Regions from separate parts of the Sus scrofa genome. Here region 2 is linked to region 1. A link is a contact called in public Hi-C data. All regions are on one chromosome and are shown on one strand. The core of a region is the stretch at or near the end of the contact, and the rest is flanking DNA. Distances in the headings are between cores, read along the strand shown. Region 1 has its middle 70 kb from the start of NUDT4. Region 2 has its middle 130 kb from the start of EEA1.

Region 1 (5,593 bases), core at 1,369-3,868:
GTTATAGCAGCCCTCACTAAGACCAACGCAGCCTACAGCCAAGGTGGAGCCCTGAGCAGAAAATGAGGATGGAACTGGCCGGCAAGGAGGCACGTGCAGGTTTGATTTTTTTAAGGGCCTCAGCATATTTGGAAGTTCCCAGGCTAGGGTTCACATCAGAGATATAGCTGCTGGCCTACGCCACAGTCACAGCAACGCCAGATCCAAGCCATGTCTGCTACCTATACCACAGTTCATGGCAACACCAGATCCTTAACCCACTGAGCAAGGCCAGGGATTGAACCTGCGTCCTCATGGATGCTAGTCTGATTTGTTTCTGCTGAGCCACGATGGGAACCCTTGGGAAAGCCGTTTTTAGACACCTCTCTTGACGAAAACAAAATAAGTGGGTTGCTTGTTCACTTTAGAAAGAATTCTCTAAAAGTGACTCGTCACTGGAGATAGATTAGAAGCAATGATAAAAACATGATGCAATCAGAATGAAAGTCAGTAGAAAAGTATTATTTGTACTACAATTAACTCGTTCACAAACAACATTTTAGGAATGTGTTTCCCTCAGGGAGGCAGACACCCAGGACCTTGTGTAAGGGGTTAGATAGAGCCTCTGGAATAAGTTAGTTGGTGGGGTCAGAAGAGCCTGGACATTTTCAACCCAGACCAGGGGGCAAGAGTATTGCAGTTACACCCAAGGGAAAAAGATATGCGGGACCTTGACGATGCCTTGATTATACGCTAAGTGGGCTCACTCCCCCTACCTTTGAGTTTCACCTGCATTGAATTAGAAAAAATTTCTCCCCCGGGGTATTTAGGCTTAGAAGTGTGGCCAGGTTTTACATGGGTTTGGTAAACCGGGGCTGGATGGGTGGGCGAGACCAAGGGGTTTGAGAGAGACCGAAAACAGGTTCTTCCATTTAGCCACTTTCTCTAGGTTGTGACCATAGATGTCACATCAGACAGACAGAGGTACATACAAAACTTGCTTTCCCAAGGCCTTCTCTGAAGTCATTATCCTATGGTCGACAGTCGACAAGTCAACATTATATCTGTCTGTGTTTGGCAGCGGCTTGCGAGAAGCAAGCCTTTTCTTCAGAAGCTCCACCCTCTAAGTTCCTACTGTATGTTTTTTAAAATGTTAATTTAAATGATCCTTGTATAGCTGGGCAGAAGGCTGATTTTACTCTTTTAAATGAAGAGTCACATGGTTTTTAACGTTCAACATGAGATGAAGAATTTTCTTCAGGTCATGATCATTTTTTTCTTTCTTCCATTAAATAATCCTTGTAGGGAGTCTCCAGCATGCAAAAAGCATGATAGCTGCATGATCAAAACAACAATTTGACCTTTGAGCTCTGCTCCAAGGAAATACCAACTGATAGACCATTGTCTGTCATGCAGATTTCCACGTGAAGCTCTTCTTTCTCTCTCCACTCTGTCTCTTGGTGTTCATGAAAAAAACCTGATATGCTGGAGTAGCAAGGAGTAAATCTATTAGACCTGTTGAATGAAATGCATTTCCCTTTGCGCCATTGGTTTGGGGGAAGGCATTGTCAGTGCTGCATAGGGGCAGGTAGAGGAGTGGGTAACCGGATTGCTTTCAATTTGGGGCAGAGAAGATGGGATCAGTCTTGTACTGCGTATATGAGGCCACATTGTCTTGACAGTGACATGAAAGCTTACCTCTGAGTAGAAAGTTCCCTGGTGCATCAGTTTTTTTCTTGTTAATAGAACCCTCTTTCTTCAGGAAGTTGCCTTTACTGTCTGTTGAGTCTATATAGACGTTTCCCTGGTGAGAGTTGAATGAGTATGTGATTTACACTTGCAGTAGGCGCTTCCAGACTGCAGCTGGCAATTATGAATGCATTCTCCTGCTCCCAAAAATGCTGGTGGAGAGAAGCCACCTTGGTAAAGGTCATGCCCCTTTCCTAGGAGCAGCCAGGATTCACTGATGGGCTGATGTGGGGGTAGAAACGTCCTTATTTTGGGACATCTCTGCGGGGCCATCCCAGCTCCAGAGCTCCCTGTGAGATCAATGGAGGCCTCTGCTGTGACTGCACTGCAGCTCAGCTTCTGCCTGAATCGGCAGCTTTTGTTTCCACACAGGTGTTGATGCCAAGATCATTCCCTAATAAACTTCCTTCAGGCAGTTCTCCATCTCTGAGCCTGTTTCCCAGGGAACTCAACCTGTAGCAAAACTTTCCCTTAAATAGGGCTTATTTCGCATTGGATTATTGTTAAGGGATAAATTCACATTTTCATTCCAGGAATTGATATGTATTGCTTTGGAGACTTTATTTGTATGGAAATTTTTCATGTATTCAAAAAGGTACCTAAGAATTGAAAATGTTTTGAACTCTATTGGAACAAAATAGCAGTGAGAAAGCTCAATTGGTAACCCTCAAGTTTTTGCCATCAGGTTTAAATTGACTGCCAACCACACAGTTTGGTCACATGGTGGAGGGGGAAGTCTGAGGCCAGGGGTCTTGATGAAAAAGGCCAAAGTTTCAATCTCTGTATTGTTTGGTTTGTTTTCCATTGTTTCCTGGTCTCAACCTGTACTCTAACCTGGCCAGTCCTATCGAGAGTGTTCTCTTGACCTGTCCTTGGAACAGGTGAGAGAGTGTAGATAACCACTGCAAATCTGTCACCATGGTTGGAAAAACAAGCCCTGGCAGTCTCACCATGTATGGTGAGCAGAATATTTATCCAGATGAACTCAGGAGAAGCCAACTTGGGAACTTGCCCCAAAAGGGAATAATAGTAGGTAGGTTTCCACAATTTTTTTTTTTTAAGATAAGTACAATTTTCTATATTTAGTAGCTTGTTTTGCCAACAATGAAGGCTAATGAGTAAGTACAAGGAAAATAGCATTAAAAATGTCTTTGGCTTAAACATTTTGTTAGGTTGTTGATGATTGCAAATTTATCAGAAATTTTGCTCTTTTGAAGAGCAGGCTGAATAATTAGTGAAGATTCAACATAAGTATTGAAATGGGAGCTTGTATCTACTTCACTATTATATGTTATATTATAAAACAATATATATCTATTTATATCTATTTTATATCTGTATGATATATGCACAACGGCCAAGTTCAGAAGAAATGTTTTGCTAAAAGTAAAAACAAATAGAATGGTGGAATTTGAGTATAGAACATTTTTATTAGCCTTTCTCTTAGTGTTTGAATAAATTAATGTTTAAAAGAAGTATCATAGGAAGAATGAAACAGAAGTAAATAAAATAAAAAATAAAAATAATAGGACAGGCAGATCTTTTTTTTTTTTTTTTGTCTTTTTGTCTTTTAGGGCCACACCCGAGGTATATGGAGTTCCCAGGCTAGGGGTCCAATCGGAGATACAGCTGCCAGCCTACACCACAGCCACAGCAACACCAGATCTGAGCCTCGTCTACCACCTACACCACAGCTCTCGGCAATGCCAGATCCTTAACCCATTGAGTTAGGCCAGGGATTGAACCCGAGTCCTCATGGATGCTAGTTGGGTTCATTAACGCTGAGCCACAACGGGAACTCCCAGATCTTGACATTGGAAATAAGAACCTGGTCCAGAGAAGTACTTGGGTGGAAAATAAATTGATGACAAATTCTACTATTGTGCCCAGTCTTGTGTCTGCACTGGGCTTTAACCTGGATTCAGTTGCTTTGGACAGGTACATTGAGCTGGTAGACCTGGTAACCTGCAAGCATCTGTTAGCTTGAGCTGATTTGCTTGGATTGAAAGGGTCTGCTTGGGGAGAAAAAAGGAAAATGAAGGATGGTTTGGTGCCAGTTTCAGATACCAGTCCCTGGCCAAGCCCTGGGGACTCCTGGAAAAAATGGGGCTATTTAAATGAGGGGAGAAAAATGTATATGTGTACCTGTGAGTGGGGAGTGTTGGGGGCCGGCAGAGGTGGGGAGGAAGAGCACACTGGATGCCATGAAGAGGCTGTGAGTGGTGGACTGAATTAGGACCACTTGTGAGCTGCCCTGTTCCTGATGCCCTGCCAGTCCTCGAGGAGGATTTTACTGGGGTCTGGATGCCTGAAAGAGCAGATGCTAGTAGAGTCAATGGAATTTGAGAAACTGCTGTTACTAGTTAACATTTACGAGCATCTACTGTGCCCAGCACTGGTGCTAAACTCTTCATAGTCTTTAGCTCCATGAATACTCCAACAACACTCTAACAAGGGTACTTCTACCCTTTTCCAACGAATGGAGGAAACTGGGGCTTGATGGGGTTAAATAACTTGCTGATAAAAAGTCTGAGCTGCAAATTGTTTCTCAACTTTGGCAATTCTATTGGCTTTGTTTTCTTTTCTTTTTTTTTTTTTTTTTTTTTGTCTTTTGTCTTTTTTTTGTTGTTGTTGTTGCTATTTCTTGGGCCGCTCCCACGGCATATGGAGGTTCCCAGGCTAGGGGTTGAATCGGAGCTGTAGCCACCGGCCTACGCCAGAGCCACAGCAACGCGGGATCCGAGCCGCGTCTGCAACCTACACCACAGCTCACGGCAACGCCGGATCATTAACCCACTGAGCAAGGGCAGGGACCGAACCTGCAACCTCATGGTTCCTAGTCGGATTCGTTAACCACTGCGCCACGACGGGAACTCCCGGCTTTGTTTTCTTAATGGGAATCATTTAAGGAGGTAAAACCTTGAGAAGATGAATTTGGGTTTCGGTCATGGCTTTGCTGTTACCTGCCTGCTTGGACATGTTATACAACCTCTCTGAACCTGCCAGAGTTGTTGGGAGGATCGGAGAGTATAGACACAAAGGAAAGTACTTGGTTAATAACAGTTATTATTACGATATCATTCAAGATGAAATACCTAGCTAACGACTATGAATTCATTGATGAATTAGCTGCAGTATGCTTTTCACCCAAAAAAGGAAAATGAATATTGACCACAGGCTGTTATACTTAATAGATTAATTGTACAAACAACTTTTTTTTAAAAAAAATTCATTTACTGTTATTGTAATGGTTAACTTTATGTGTCAACTTGAGTGGGCCAGGGGGTCCCAGATATTTGGTAAAATATTATTCTGGGTATTTCTGTGAGAGTGTTTTTGGATGAGATTAACTTTTAATTGGTAGATGGAGCAAAGGCGACTGTCCTTTTTAATTTGATGGGCCTCGTCCAATCAGCTAAAAACCTAAATAAGACAAAAGGGCTGGCCTTCCTCCAAGTAAGAGAGAATTCCTCCTGCCTGACTGCTCTAGTGCTGGGACACTGGCTTTTTCATGCCTTCCGACTTGAACTGAAACATTGGCTCTTCTTGGGTCTTGCGACTTGGACTGGAACTGTACCATCTCAGCTTCTGGGTCTCCAGTTTGCCAACTCACTCTGTAGATCTTGGGACTTGCTTCAGAATTGCCTGAGCCAGTTCCTTATGATAAGTCAGTCTCTCTCTCTCTCTCACACACACACACACCCTGTTTCTCTGCAGGGACCTGAGTATGTATTCACTCAGTATTGATCTAATGATGTATGGGTCTCAGACACAGGGCTCCAGGCACAAGGCCATCTGATTTCCTATCCTTATATGGTTTACAGTTTTTAGCCTAGACTAGTCTAGAAGGGGAGGAAGACCTTAG
Region 2 (5,093 bases), core at 1,347-3,846, 200 kb after region 1:
GGATATTAATTGGATTCATTACCACTGAGCCACAATGGGAACTCCTGATCTTATAATTCTTGAGCTCTCTGCTGGCACAGTCACTCAGCCTCTGTGACTCTGTTCCAAATTCTCAGAGTTCCCCTTGTGGCTCAGTGGAAATGAATCTGACAAGCATCCATGAGGCTGTAGGCTCAATCCCTGGCCTCACTCAGTGGGTTAAGGATCTGGCATTGCCATGAGCTCTGTATATCGCAGACACGGCTCGGATCCCGAGTTGCTGTGGCTGTGGTGTAGGCCAGCAGCTACAGCTCTGATTCAACCCCTAGCCTGGGAGCCTTCACATTGCACAGGTGCCGCCCTAAAAAGACAAAAACAAAAACAAAAAAAACAGATTCTCATCGGTGAGCGAGCCCCTGGGCAGTTTAGTTGCTCACATCTGGTCTGGTCAGCAGTGAGCTGATGGAGGGGCTCATGCAGGGCCCATGGTGGCCTTTCCACAGGTCTCTAAGACGGTAGGTACCAGTCAGGGTCCCAGTAGAAGGAGACGATGCACTGAAATTGGGGACATTGGGGAAGAGTTTAATAAAAGTTGATTTGTAAAGATCTGGGCAGGGTGTGAAAAAAACCCCACAAGTAACCCCAAGGGAGATTAGTACAGTATCTTTACAATAGTAATCACGGGGCCCCATTACCATGACGAGAGCCAAGAGGCAGTAGGAGGGAGTGGCTACAGAACTTGGAGAAAGAGAGAGCTGGGTGGGGAGGACCGTCAGCCTCCTTTTTTTTGGTGAGAGGCGCTTTTCATGGAAATCCAGCTTGCGTACACACACAAAAGCACACATAAGGGACAGCTCAATAAGTTTCACAAAGGCAACCTCCTCAGGTCACCCATCTCCAGATCAAGAAACAGAACACTACCAGCCTCAGAAGTCTCTTTCCAGTCCCCCCCATGCTCAGTGGTGACCACTCTCCCAGTTTCCAGTACCAGGGATGATTTTTGCCTGCTTTGGAAATTTATGTATTGATATCATAACAGCATGAATTCTTTTGTGTGATCTCTTTGCTCAGTATTATGTTTGCAGCAAGGGCCGTATTTTTTTTTTTATTGCGGTAAAATACACATAACATAAAATTTAACTTTTCATCATTTTTTCTGGCTTTATTGAGGTATAATTGACAAAAAAAGTATTATTTTAGTGGTACAACTTGATGTTTTGATGTACATGTACATAGTGAAATAATCACCACAATCAGCTAATTAACACGTTCTACCACCTCAGGTAGTTATCATTTTCTTTTGTTCTATTTTTCAGTTTAACTATTTTTAAGCCATTTGGTGACATAAAGTACACACACAATGTTGTGCAACAAGCGCTCTCTCCACCTCCAGAACCTTTTCATCATCCCCAGCCTCAACTCTCTACCCATTAAACAATAACCACCACCCACACCAGTCTCTCCTCCCTCCAGCCCCTGGAGAAAGCTCTATCTTACTTTCTGTCTCTGTGAATTTACCTATTCTAGGGTCTATGAATTTGCTTGTTCTAGGTACCTCATATAATTGAAATCGTACACTATTGGCCCTCTTTTGCTTAGGTTTTTTCACTTAGCATAATGTTTTCCAGTTTCAAATGATCTTCATTTTACAGATGAGGAAACCAAAGTGCAGCATCATTAAAGAAACAGGTGTGAACCCAGAATGTGAACCCTGGCAGTCTGGCTCCAGAGATTGAGTACTTAGTGCTTCATTAAGCTATTCAATGGATCTTGTTTTCATGAAGTCAGTGATAGCTATTTAATTCATGGGCTAACTGGCTGGCTCTATCTCGCAGAGTCTACCCACCCAAAGATGACTTGAAATCCACATTTTCTCTCCTGTGTTGCAAAAGTAAGAGTTTCCCTTTATGGAAATCCCGCTGTGGCACAAAGGGATCAGTGGCATCTTGGGAGTTAGTGAGTTAAGGAGTTGCTGCAGCTACAGCTTAGGTCGTAACTGTGGCTTGGATCTGATCCCTGACCCATGAACTCCACATGCCAGAGGGCAGCCAAAAAAAGAAAAAGAAAAAAAAAAGAGGAAGTTCCCCTCGTAGCTCAGCGGTAACGAATCTGACTAGTATCCATGAGGATATAGGTTCGATCCCTGGTGTTGCCATGAACTGTGTGTAGGTCCCAGACATGGCTTGGATCTGGCATTGCTATTGCTGTGGTGTAGGCCAGCAGCTAGAGCTCCGGTTTGACCCCTAGCCTGAGAACTTCCATATGCCTCAGGTGCGGCCCTAAAAAAAAAAAAGAAAGAAAGAAAATAAGAAAAGAAAAAAGGTTTCATTTTGTTTCCTGTGTCTGGTTAAAAGGACAAACATTTCCTTCTAATCAAAGACTCTTAGTAAAGTGTTTCTGTGGTCCCTGCCATTTGTCATTTTCTAGAATTACTCTTGAGTATGGCTTCCCACTCCAGAGCCAGCATTTGCTTGTCTCAGCTCCCTATTGGGTAGAACTTATCATCCTACCACTCAGAACTGCATACAGTTTTCTCAGATCAGTTTGGTGTAGAACCCTCTGTTGACATGGGAACCAGATCAATCCCTCTTGAAGCCAAAGATGCCAGTCTGGCTACTATTAGGAATGGGGGAGCCCAGTTGGCAGACACCAATCTGTCTCATCCAAAGTGAATTCAGAGGCCAACAGAACCTGAGTCCAAACTCCTCCCTGTCTTTGTGCTGTCAAACCTCAGAGGGCTCATGTGAATTTACAAACAGTCCACACATGTCTGACTTTTCCTTGCCAAGCCCTCTGAATTCCACGTCTCAGAATGCTGGAAGCCAAGAAAAGGCAGGTAGCCACAGTTATCTTGGATGACATGACTCAGTGTGCAAAGGAGCTCTCCTGGAAAGAGATGCTGTCCTTTCAATGCAGGAAAAATGTGGCAACACCTTGTCATAAGTGCAGTTTTTCAAACATAAGCCCCCCTATGTACTTATCACCTCATTTTAAAAATTATCCATATTCTGCCAACAGATTTTCTTTCTGCAGTACAATGAATTATATTATCTTTCTGATCCTACTTGTTATCCAAGACAAGTGACAATCTAACCAAAATGCTGGATCCTTCTCCTGTATTGGATCTTTATTACAATGTTTTGTGGCTCAGTCCTCTCTACACTCTTCCCCTGTGTGATCTGACCCAAGGACAGGGCTTAAATGATGCAGGTACTTGTCAGAAATTCCTTGGCTGCAAATAACAGAAACTCAGTTCAACTATCTGAAGCAAAAATGGGGATTCATTGATGTACATGCTCATGAAGTTAGTTTCTAGAATGACACCACCTAGGAGTCAGTGCTACATAAGCACATTGCCCATCTCCCTCTGTCACTTGAATCTGTTTGCTGCTGTGTTTACCTCATTCTTATCAGGCTATGATAAACCCCAGGGCGTTTAAAAAAAAAACAAAGAAGGAAGAGAGGGAGGGAGGAATACAGACCCTGGTAGGTCTAAGCTTGCATTGCACCACTTTAGCAACCCTGCCAGAAAGAGGACAGGATTTGTGTTCCTTACTGTTCCATCAAAAGTCCTTTGCTAATTCTTATTGAATCGACCTAATTCATTTGAGCATCCCTTAAGAATCACTGTGACCAGGTGGATGATATATCTTAACTGTCTGGACTTGCCTCTTGTCCAGAGGATGCTCAGCACTTTAACAACTCATCAAGATTACTAGCCAAGAGAGGGAAATATGTCCCCCAAAGAAAATCAGAATACTCTTAGCAAAAGACATGGAACATTATGCTAGACACCACTATACCATCTACATGTTGATAACTCCCAAATTTATTTCTCCCCATCCTAGGCCCCAAGTCTGACCTCCAGGTGCAAATACTCAGCAGCCCCCTTGACATATCTCAAAGACACCTCAAACTTGACGTCTTCAAAATGTATGTCCTGGTTGGGAGTACCCTGCCCCCACCCTATTCTCACCCTGTATGCCCTTTGGTTACCACAAGGACTGCCAGAGGGAATGTATTGGAAGTCTTTAGAACTCACAGAATTGATTGGAATCCTGGGCTTAAGAAACAGGGAGCATGGAAACTGCCTTATGAAGGAAAAATTTATTAGGAGGCTGCCCCTGGAGGGTCTGAATTTTGTCCTTCTGCTCAAGAATCGTATTACAGGAGTTCCCGCTGTGGCGCAGTGGTTAATGCATCTGACTAGGAACCATGAGGTTGTGGGTTTGATCCCTGGCCTTGCTCTGTGGGTTAAGGATCCGGTGTTGCTGTGAGCTGTGGTGTAGGCCGGTGGCTACAGCTCCGATTAGACCCCTAGCCTGGGAACCTCCATATGCCGCGGAAGCGGCCCTAGAAAAGGCAAAAAGACAAAAAAAAAAAAAAAAAAGAATCACATTACAGGTAAGGAATATCTAATTGGACTATCTCTTGGCTTGCCTAACTTTTAACAAAGAGGTGTTTGCCAATAAGAAACAGAGATCCTGTCAGGGAAATGGATAGCAGACATTCAAATACTCTACATGTATCTCCTCCACACCCTGTTTTTCATCAACTCAGTAAACTCAAGTTGCTCAGGTCAAAAAAACTGGAATGAGATTGAATTTCTCCACTCCCCGTACTCCAAGATCCAAATCATCACTAAAGGCCTGTAGGTCTGCTTTGAAAATGTATGCCGAAGATGTCTATTTGTGTCTCTCCTCACTGCCGCCTCCCTCATCCACACCATCAGTATCTTTCATTTGAACCCCCATAATGGCCTCCAAGTGGTCTCTCTGCCTCCACTTTTGTTCCATGCAGACATTGTTATGATAATCTTGATATAGAGAACAGGTCCTGCCATCCACTGGCTTAAGCCCTTCAATAATATCTCATCACTCTCAGAATAACCTCCAAACCCCTGATCATAGGATGGCCATGCAGCAGAGTGATTATGAACTCAGATTCTGGAGCCAGATTGTGTGGCTTCAAATCTAAGCTCTACTCCTTACCAGATGGCTCTCCCTGGGAAAGTTACATAACCTCTGGGCCATAGTTTCCTAATCTGCAAAGTGGGGATAATAGTATTTAGTTATAGGAGTGTTATGACAACACACAGGTACTATTTAAGATTG

Evidence for each region. Hi-C and Micro-C count contacts between places; a contact is called where the count stands out from the background.
Region 2: a contact with region 1 is called in a Hi-C map of liver, with 2.9 times the contacts expected there. The contact joins two enhancer-like sites. A contact is called at or near these places in 1 of 47 Hi-C or Micro-C datasets (liver) and 1 of 2 datasets of contacts at active chromatin or transcription factors (skeletal muscle).

The regions. Positions count from the first base shown.
Region 1 is chr5:89,795,638-89,801,230 of Sscrofa11.1, forward strand. No RefSeq gene overlaps it. Among named protein-coding and RNA genes, the nearest start is that of NUDT4, 70 kb to the left of the region's middle. Within about 2 kb of position 2,619, at least 3 of the 83 cell types and tissues checked have an H3K27ac peak or open chromatin away from gene starts, as enhancers often do. A contact at or near this core is called in liver, where this site is marked.
Region 2 is chr5:89,998,540-90,003,632 of Sscrofa11.1, forward strand. No RefSeq gene overlaps it. Among named protein-coding and RNA genes, the nearest start is that of EEA1, 130 kb to the right of the region's middle. Within about 2 kb of position 2,597, at least 2 of the 83 cell types and tissues checked have an H3K27ac peak or open chromatin away from gene starts, as enhancers often do. A contact at or near this core is called in liver, where this site is marked.